3 separate regions of the Zea mays genome follow, and all the other regions are linked to region 1. Evidence: chromatin contacts called from public Hi-C data. All regions are on one chromosome and are shown on one strand. Each heading gives the region's core, a stretch centred on a gene start, on an enhancer-like site or on the middle of the called end of the contact. The rest is flanking DNA. Distances are from core to core; before and after follow the strand shown.

Evidence for each region. Hi-C and Micro-C count contacts between places; a contact is called where the count stands out from the background.
Region 2: a contact with region 1 is called in a Hi-C map of ear, with 5 times the contacts expected there. The contact joins the promoter of LOC100285837 here to the promoter of LOC542286 in region 1. A contact is called at or near these places in 5 of 25 Hi-C or Micro-C datasets (bundle sheath, ear, endosperm and 2 more).
Region 3: a Hi-C map of ear shows a contact between it and region 1, with 5 times the contacts expected there. The contact joins the promoter of LOC100381656 here to the promoter of LOC542286 in region 1. A contact is called at or near these places in 2 of 25 Hi-C or Micro-C datasets (ear and tassel).

Annotation. Positions count from the first base shown.
Region 1 is chr2:42,788,601-42,791,811 of Zm-B73-REFERENCE-NAM-5.0, forward strand. LOC542286 (anthranilate synthase homolog1) reads left to right here and starts at 1,441. Exons shown (of 8, transcript NM_001305858.2): 1 at 1,441-1,595; 2 at 1,691-1,866. The coding sequence starts at 1,484.
Region 2 is chr2:43,071,483-43,074,504 of Zm-B73-REFERENCE-NAM-5.0, forward strand. LOC100285837 reads left to right here and starts at 1,500. Exons shown (of 2, transcript NM_001372338.2): 1 at 1,500-1,975. The coding sequence starts at 1,595.
Region 3 is chr2:42,356,066-42,358,882 of Zm-B73-REFERENCE-NAM-5.0, forward strand. LOC100381656 (Sterile alpha motif (SAM) domain-containing protein) reads right to left here and starts at 1,276. Exons shown (of 6, transcript NM_001174471.1): 1 at 1,090-1,276.

The sequences.
Region 1 (3,211 bases), core at 191-2,690:
GACAGAGTTTGTTAACACCAAACATTTTGCAGAGCCAGATGACGACGTTGCACAAAATATTGGTCTGTAATCTTTGAGGCCGTCTGCATCTTTGTTTTGTTTTTTTTTCTTTCGGAATTAGCATAATTAATGTGTCATTTGCACGCCTTCAGACATATGAGTGGAAAGGAAGAACTGTTTGATCCCTTTGATGGTCACATCGTCTTCTAGAAGATCCTAATTTCTTTGGATAAATCTACCTGGAAAAGTACCGGAACCTGGGCTTTTATAAGTCCTATTTGGAATAGATCATCACTAGCTTATTTCCTCATCGGAGAAATCCATGCAGAGATGAGAGATCCATGCTGATGTTTGCATTTAGTCTCATCTGCAGGTGTTCAACAATGAAATCGGGTATCACAGAGTCGTCTTTCATGTACAACTTCGTGAAGAAGCGAAAATTTCTGTCCGTGGCGCTGGACAGCACAATTGCTAGAATAGAGAGAGACAGCTGTTCGCTTCGAATTAAAACCAGTTATTCAAAATGTTGCTGCTGCTGCAATTCATTGTGACAAAACACAGTTGAAAGATTAAAACCAAACGAGGTCCTTGCACGGTGTTTCTTTTATAACTCAATCCTTGCACGTGTTGTTTGCCGGTGTAAAGACTTGCATGCTATTTCTAGTTTTTTAATCCAATCTAGTAGTAGACAGTTTGGAGCATAAAAAGTAGAGTGCAACAGATATTTCCGCCCGAGATTCCAAAGTAGCCAATTATTTATCCTAGCTATCAATTCCGCTCGCTAGGAGCGTTTTGTCGATCAAGGAACTTCACTTTAACAGCGGCAAGTACAGTCATCTCTCTTCAATACAGATACGGACGACCGATTCATTCGCCCGGGATCGGATAGAGATCGCATGCATGGACTGTCGACCGATTCCTGCCCCACCCCTGAACATTTTAAAATTAAAATCGATGGACGCATGCGCTAGGCTCGAATCTAACCCAATCCGCTACTTCCTCCCCCCCCTTCCATTCACCTACCAATACCAGCACCACTCGTTCTTTTTTAAAACAATAAAGAAGATGCAACGGAGTGAGACCGGCGTCTCCGGCGAGATCACTGGTGCCGTTTTGACCGCGACGTCGCAGCACCGGAGATCCGCAGGTGTTTACCTGTTCCCTTCCGGGCAGGGCGGGACACCAGCACCACACCACGTCACGTCAGTGCGCGGTGGCGGCGGCGCGAAGTGGAAAACGAGGAAAATGCGCTGCTGCAGCTGCTCCACGCGACTCTCTCTTTCAGTCTTTCTCTCTCTCTCTCCTGTCGTTAATTATTAAACTTTAAACGATAAAAACCCCAGATATCAGCCTGACCCAAAAACGTTTTCTTTTTCACCAATGTCTGTAAAATTCTATTTATAGAGGCAGCAAAACCTCGCCCACTCTACAAACACGTGACACCTCCGCCCACCCTCGCCCCCTCCCTACCGGCACCGCCCAGATGGCCTGCTCCCACATCGCCGCCGCGGGGGTCTCCTCCCCCGCCGCAGCGGCGGCTCGTTCCCCGGCGCATTCTCCCGCTTCCGCCTTCGCGCGCCTCCGGTCGACGCCTCGTACGAATCGCCTCTTCCACCTTCTCTCTCCCCCCCTTCCTGGCTTGGTCCGCCGCACTGTTGACGGGCCGCTTGTATCTGCGTACCACCCGCAGGTTTCGCGAGCGCTGGCTTGTCGGTTAAGGGAAACGGAGCGGCGTTCCCGTTGGTCGCCGCCGCGGGGCCGGCCGCGGCGGCACCGGTGGCCGACCTGGACGGCCGCCCGGCCACGGAGAAGCAGCCCATCATCGTCATCGACAACTACGACAGCTTCACATACAACCTCTGCCAGGTAATTTGTCGTTCTATGTTTCCTGTTGTGGGGGGCCTGTTCCCTTCCGAAATATGGTGTGGGTTATATGTGATCTGTGCGTGCGGTATCCTTGCGACTGGAGATGAGTGGCGGCTGCCTCTGCCTGCGGGCTGTGGCCACACAGGTGGGGTGGGTTCATACTTTGCACGTACCATAGTTCCTGTTTGCGGTTACACATCTGGTTGCAGCTGCAGCAAGCATTTCTGGACATTTGTTTGGACATCTTCCCTCGTTGAGTTGTGTAGTGTTTGGTTGTTGCAAGATGAATTGCTATGCCCAGGTGGGATAGTTTCTTTCATGTGTTGCTCACGATGTTAGTTCAAGAATATTTGCAAGATGAATTGCTGTGTGCAGGGTGAATCTAGAATTTTCTTATGCCGAGGGCCAAGTCAAGTCCATTAAATTTCCTTCCCTTCCTTTTTATATTAACTATTTTTTAGACTGGATCAAATAAATTTATATGGACTTGTATGGATCATGCCCCGGGCCACGGACCGGGTGGCCCGGGGTTTAGATCTGCCCCTGGCTGTGCAGAACTGGAATAGTTCCTTTCACGTTTCACTCGTGATGTTAGACTATCCGCAGCGGTTCCCTCCATATCATCCCCCTAAAGCCCATTTCTTCACACCCTTTAAAAGATTCCATCCCTCTAAATACGAACACCCGTAGTGATTCCCTCTAAATTCATCTCCCTATGCATAATACACCATATTCCTAATATATTTTTAATTAGTTTTTTACATATGTATTTGTCATAGTCTAAAACGACACGTACATATTAATTCTATGTTTAATTCTTAGTTTAGAGTATAAAAAATTAGGGGAAAGAGAAAGAACACCCTAGATTTAGGGGTAGGAGGACCTACGCATAAATTTGGGGTATTCTTTAGAGGCAACCATTGCGGCTTAGGGTGCCCCTAGAGCTCTAGGTGCAACCCCAGCGAACCGTCTTAGTTCCAAAGTAAGATGCATTATATGCATATACATGCAATTTTTTGTCTGTGTTTTTAGTAAATTTGTTTGTTTGTGACAATGTTATGATTTTTATTGTCGCTTTGCAATTGCATCGTGCTTTTTTCAAGTGTGCATGTAATGAGATCAACTGATAGGATATAATGATCACAAGGATGCTAGGAATGTATTCCATGATGCTGTTATACATTATGAACCTTTTGATGGAATTTGTATCTGCTATTAGTAGGCATCCATACTTGGGGGGAAATACCCATCTGTCACATTCACGTCCTAAACGACTATGTTGTCACTCTCTGTAAAGTGTAAACAAAGTTACATAAGAAACCTTTTGTAGGCAGTAGGCACACTT
Region 2 (3,022 bases), core at 250-2,749, 280 kb after region 1:
GCAATCGCCGCCAACGGAAGTCAGGACCGCGTCCGCCGAGTGGCTTTGGCAACGACCCAGCGCAGGACGAGACGAGGCAATCTTCAGCTGCGGCCCGGTATCGCCACCGTCGGGTTGCTGCCGCCGTCGGGACGACCCTCCGCCGGTGCAGAGGCAGCTGAAGATGGCGCTGAGCGCGACGTACGACACGGTGGCGACGAAGAGCACGATGGTGGTCGCCCCGATCGCCCACTCCAGCTGCGCGCGCTGCGGCGCGTCCATCGACGGGTCCGACGCCAGCGGCTGCGGCGCCCCGGCGAGGAGGACGGAGTGCCACTGCTACCTACCGAGGCAACGATACAGTCTGGACAGTAAAAGCTTGGAGGACGAATTTGGATCCATGTCCCATGCGTGCAAAGTGAAATTCTTAATTATTGGTTAACAGAAATGTTGACTCAAATTACTAGAAATTAAAAATAAATTGCTAAACGCATTGTTTTTTACAGTCATACGTTAAAAACAAAATAAATAAAAAAAGAGGTAGTTGAAGTTAGTTGGAATGAAATGTGTATTTTATATGTAGGGTAGGAGATAGGGGAATATGTAGAGGTAACCGTTGCGGGATGAGTAAATATAGAGGAGAAAATTTCGCTGACGTGGCTGCATAGTAGCATATAGAGGGAAAAATTTAGAGTGAACCGCTGCGGACAGCCTTATTCTCTTCTTTTGCACGCACCAGCAGTCAGTCCAGCACCACTCCACCGAAGAGACAGTAGGACTGACCCGTCTCACCGGAACCCCTGGGGCAGTTCAAATGGCCCATCGCGGCTGGCTGGAGTCGTGTGCACCACCCGCTGCGTCGGAAGTGACAGATAGACTGACAGGGCGACGCCGATGCGACGCGGCAGCCGACGGTGGACTTTTTTTTTAATACACAGTATAATAAAGACAGCTCATAACATATTCTTCTATCATTTTTTATTTATCGTATTTTAGTTTTAAAATTAACTAAACAGACGATAAATATTCGAGAATGGAGATAATACCTCATAATCCACGTAAAGTTATCTATATGAACGTAAGTCATATATAAATATTTTTAATAAAACTAGACCGATAATTTTTTGAGATTGATAAAATCGTGACAAATATCTTGTTACCAACCAGAACGTCGACAGTCACACAGATTCTAACGGTCTAACCCCACGACAAGTCAAACCTGACGTGCACAGCCGAGCCGGCGGTGGATGCTGCTCGCGTCGCCCGGCCGACAGTTTGTCAAATGCCTGAGCCGAATCGAACGGACAGTAAAGCAAGGTGCGGCGGGACCATGTGGTGATGGCCCTTGCAACGCTAATCAACGAACGCTCCTCCTGTCGTCGATCAGCATCAGTCGCTTCTCAAACAACGGAGCAAAAAAAAAACGAAACGAAATTCGCCTGGGGAAGGAAAAGGGAACTCACGCCTCGTCTCAAAAGCTGCTCCCACGAATTCCTGGAGCAGCAACCAAAACCCCGAGGAAAACGAAAAAGCCCCCAGCCGAACACCACTCTCTCTCACTCTCCCGGACTTCAGAGGCCGAGGACGCTGGAGCACGCGTCGGTCCGGCGCCCCCATGGACCCAGCCTGCGAGGAGCTCGAGCGCCGCAGCCGCTACCTCAGCGCGCTCGTGCGCCGCACCAAGTTCGCCGACCCGCCCCAGCCCGAGCCGGAGGCCAAGGCGGACGTGGAGCCTCCTCAGCTGAAGGCGCCGCCGCACGTCGGCGGTGAGGGTAAGGGAGGGAAGGATGAGGCCAAGGCGGAGGAGAGGACGCCGATGAAGAAGCCGAGGGGGGAAGCGGCGGCGGCGGAGGCGGAGGGGAGGAAGGTGGCGGTGTGCGTGCGGGCGGCGGACATGCCGCTGCCGCTGCAGCGGCGCGCGGTGAGGATCGCCCTCGAGGCCGTCGCCGCCATGCCGCGGCTCGAGAGCAAGCGCCTCGCGCTCGCGCTCAAGAAGGTACCTATAACCGTGGGCACAAAGCTTCTCCCTCTTGTTTATTTCAGCCGCTAGTGTTTGTTTGTGGATTTGTTTCTGCGCGCGGCTAAACAAAATATCTCAACTGTTACAATGTCAATTTTTTTTTATAAAAAAAGCATGTTTATTTCATCCATGTCTGTATGGCCACGAATCGGAGACAAATAGAAACACGGATTTATGGCATATTCGATTCAGAATAAGATCTAGAGCGTAGGAAGGATTCAAGTAGATGTTTAGCTCTCAAATTCGATGCTCATGCTGCCCTGGCCCAAAATGAAACGGGGGCAGAGACGTTGCCAGACCAGACGGTTCAAAACTTACAACAAATAACCCTATTTACGACATACACGTAGTAAATAGAGGAGGCGGGGGTGGGCGCATTGACCAGTTAATGTGAGGATCGGTGATGGTTGGCTGGCAGAACATATATTATGTCCTAGTAAGTCATATGATTATGGAGTCACACAGCTGAAATCATATTCATATGGAAAGTGCTCAATTTCTCACAGCAGTGATGTCGTTGTACCCGTTACCACTAAGGTCCCGTTTGGTTCATGAAATGTAACGTAAATGCCAACAGTAATGATTCACACTCGAGTACTAGCGGTAATAAATTTGAATATGTCGGTATCAGTTTCTAGTGCTAATTATGGTTGTACTTAAACAAACATGGTTTAACATTATCAGTTATCTATTACGTTACAAATATATGAACCAAATAGCACCTGAGTGTTACTCCATCTCCATGTTTTCTTGTCAAGTTGGCAAGACAACATTCAACTATGCACATTATGGCTTTATTGATCTGATCAAAATGGTGATGCTAGACAAAGTTTGACCAAAAACTTCTTCCATTATTAATTTATTTATTTGTTACAACAAAACCATTAGTGGATCCTTATATGTATAATGTATTTATGTTCTTCCTTATTTCTTATCTGCACCCTTTGTGGCATAAGTTGGTTACCAGTCATGATAGTAAGGTGATAAGATTTGGTTGGTTCTGCCCACAATATTGAGCAAACA
Region 3 (2,817 bases), core at 26-2,525, 430 kb before region 1:
AGCCGGCCGCCCCCCTCCTCTTCTGCGCCGGCCGCCGCTCTGCTCTCCTCTCCTCAGCCACACAGCCAGCCGCCACTCTCCTCTCCTCAGCCAGCCACTGCTCCTCAGCCAGCCGCTGTGCCGCCGCCCTCGTCTTCTCCGCCGGCCACGAACTGCGACACTACGCCCACAGCAGACCATATTGGTGAGTACTGATTTTGTGCAACCATATTGCCCAACAGTGAATCAATCATTCAAGCTCTATTTGCTCAACCATATTGGTGAGCACTGATTGTGCAACCATATATTCTTGATGATCTTGATGTGGAAGAAGAAATTGAAGGAAGCAATAGTGGAAAAGATGGTGATGATCAAGGCGTGGATGCTCATGGTCTTCATATTGATGAGTTCGATGATGGTTACTTATCATGCATAAGTTGTAACTTATGTGGTTGAACTTGTGTTGTTAAACTTGATCTGTTTCTTTTTATGCTATTTGGTTTGTGAACTCAACTTATGTATGAACTTATTCTATATTTGAATTTCTATGTCAAGTATGAAAGACGTTTCAACATTCGTTTAAACGTTTAAATGTTAAAAAGTTGGTTCATAACGTTTTACCGCTTTAATAACCATGACTATATCCCACAACATCAGAACACCCATACATGTACTTATCATGTTAGCCCAACCTCCCACCCCAACCACACTAGTTAGAAACTCAAAACTACCAAGTGAGCAATCACACATAGATTAAGCCACCTTCCAAAAATCACAGCAGCATCCCTTGATTTGAGGTACGCAGCAGAACTGTACCCTCGATAGTCAACAACCAAATCCAACACCATGCAACCAACTTTTGACACACCAAAACGCGTAGGATCCACCATACAATACCTGATACCCCGCACACTAGACCCAAACTAAGGTTAACCAATGCTATACAGACCTCTACCAGATCATCGGCCCTGTTCTCTCTTGCGGGAGAATCTGCTCTGATGCTAATCAATCAACATTCAAACCATGGAAGATGCCGTAGGGAAAACCGCAATGGAGAATGAGACCACGCTAGCCTTATAAGCATGGGTTGACCCAGACTGGACAGCCCACCTGACCGCTGCGGCCGAGGGTGATGGTGACCTGGTGCCTCGAAGACGCCGACGAGGAAGCCATCTCCACCGCAGCCGACGCAGTCACGCAGAGGACGGCTTCCGCCGGAACCTTAGAGAGGCGAAGGGAGTGGCGCGACCGGACGGAGCGGCTAGGGTTTCAGGGGAATGAAGATTGGGGATGTGCGTTGAAAGTGAGACGTCGTTTACCGGCGCCGGGGACGGAACGGAAGTTGTTGCGTCGCTGGTCGCTGCACACAGACGCAGGTGCGTGCGGGCCTTTTGCGCTTTCCAGATTTCGACGTGCGAGTGTTTGGATGACTCAAGTCTCCAGCTCTAGCGGGAGATTGTTTATAATATTAATTTAAATAGTTTTAAAATTATTTTAATCTAAATAATAAACAAATAGATTATCTAAATATTTTTAAAGGCGTACACGATTTTCTAAAGCACCTAATAATCTACTTACTAATTTTATCAAATTTTCTAAAACTGCAACTGTTCTAAATAAGTCCTAACTTTCTACTAGCAAAATATCCTCTTGCAATGGGTTATACATCTTAGTTTTTCTAAAAAAAATATTGTGCTCCATTTCTTGTCCTGGTCGACTATAGATATACAGCCGGACCGCGCAACACGGTCCAAGTCCGAAAAGACATGGACGGTTATAATTGAATTTTGGACCGGTCTGGCTCATAATTATTACAGCACGTGGCGGGCCAGTTCATGGGGCTGGACTCTCAGCCCAGCATTATTAATTAAATGTGCTGGACTCATTTTGGGACCTAAATATGGATGGATCCAGATATCTATTTGGATGTTAAAATTTTGGCCTTTGTTGGGGACTTGCTCTCAAATGTTATAAATTGAGAACAAGGCAACACCAAAACAGGTTACTTGTCAATGTCCTTCGTTCTTCGAAGCATTATGTCCTCAAGGATATAATGATCTTCGAACGAAGGTCATGAATGGCATACCTTCATCATCTCAACATATATATATATCTATACTACTTATTAAGACTCTAAGGGGTAGGCTGCCCCATTCCTGGTTCTGCCATTCCGATTCCCATGTCCCGTGGCGCCATTCCCATGTCCCACCCGTAGCGTTGCCATTCCGATTCCCATGTCCCGTGGCGCCATTCCCATGTCCCACCCGTAGCGTCACCCGTAGCGTTGCCATTCCGATTCCCATGTCCCGTGGCGCCATTCCCATGTCCCACCCGTGGCGCCATTCCCATGTCCCACCCGTAGCGTTCTGCCATTGTCGGGTCCAAAAAATCTAGCTGTGTAGGAATAAAAGCTCGCGCACAGCCAAGCCTATACAGGTTGCCGCCCAACCAAGACCACAATGTTGTATCCGCACTGACACTTATAAACAGATGCGTGCACAGTTTAGTACCTGATGTGGTACTAAGTTTGGCTTGCAAATACGAAATACACGCTTTCTGGGAGGCCCATTTGCTTGTTGTGGCCCAAACCAAAGCTCACTGTCGAAGCACGGTTAGCGCCTCAGCTGCCCCCCGCGCGTCGTCGCTCCCGTCGCCACAGCACGACCTCCGCGTTCTCCGCCCCTCCCCCACCCTCGCGCACCGTCTCCTCGCTACCGCGTTCTCCACCCCTCCTCCACTCTCCCGCATGAAGCCGCCTCTCACCTCCCGCATGAAACCGCAAGCCGCAAGAAGAGGGATCATGCCCCCGCACTCTCTCTCTCTTGACCGTCGGCGCAA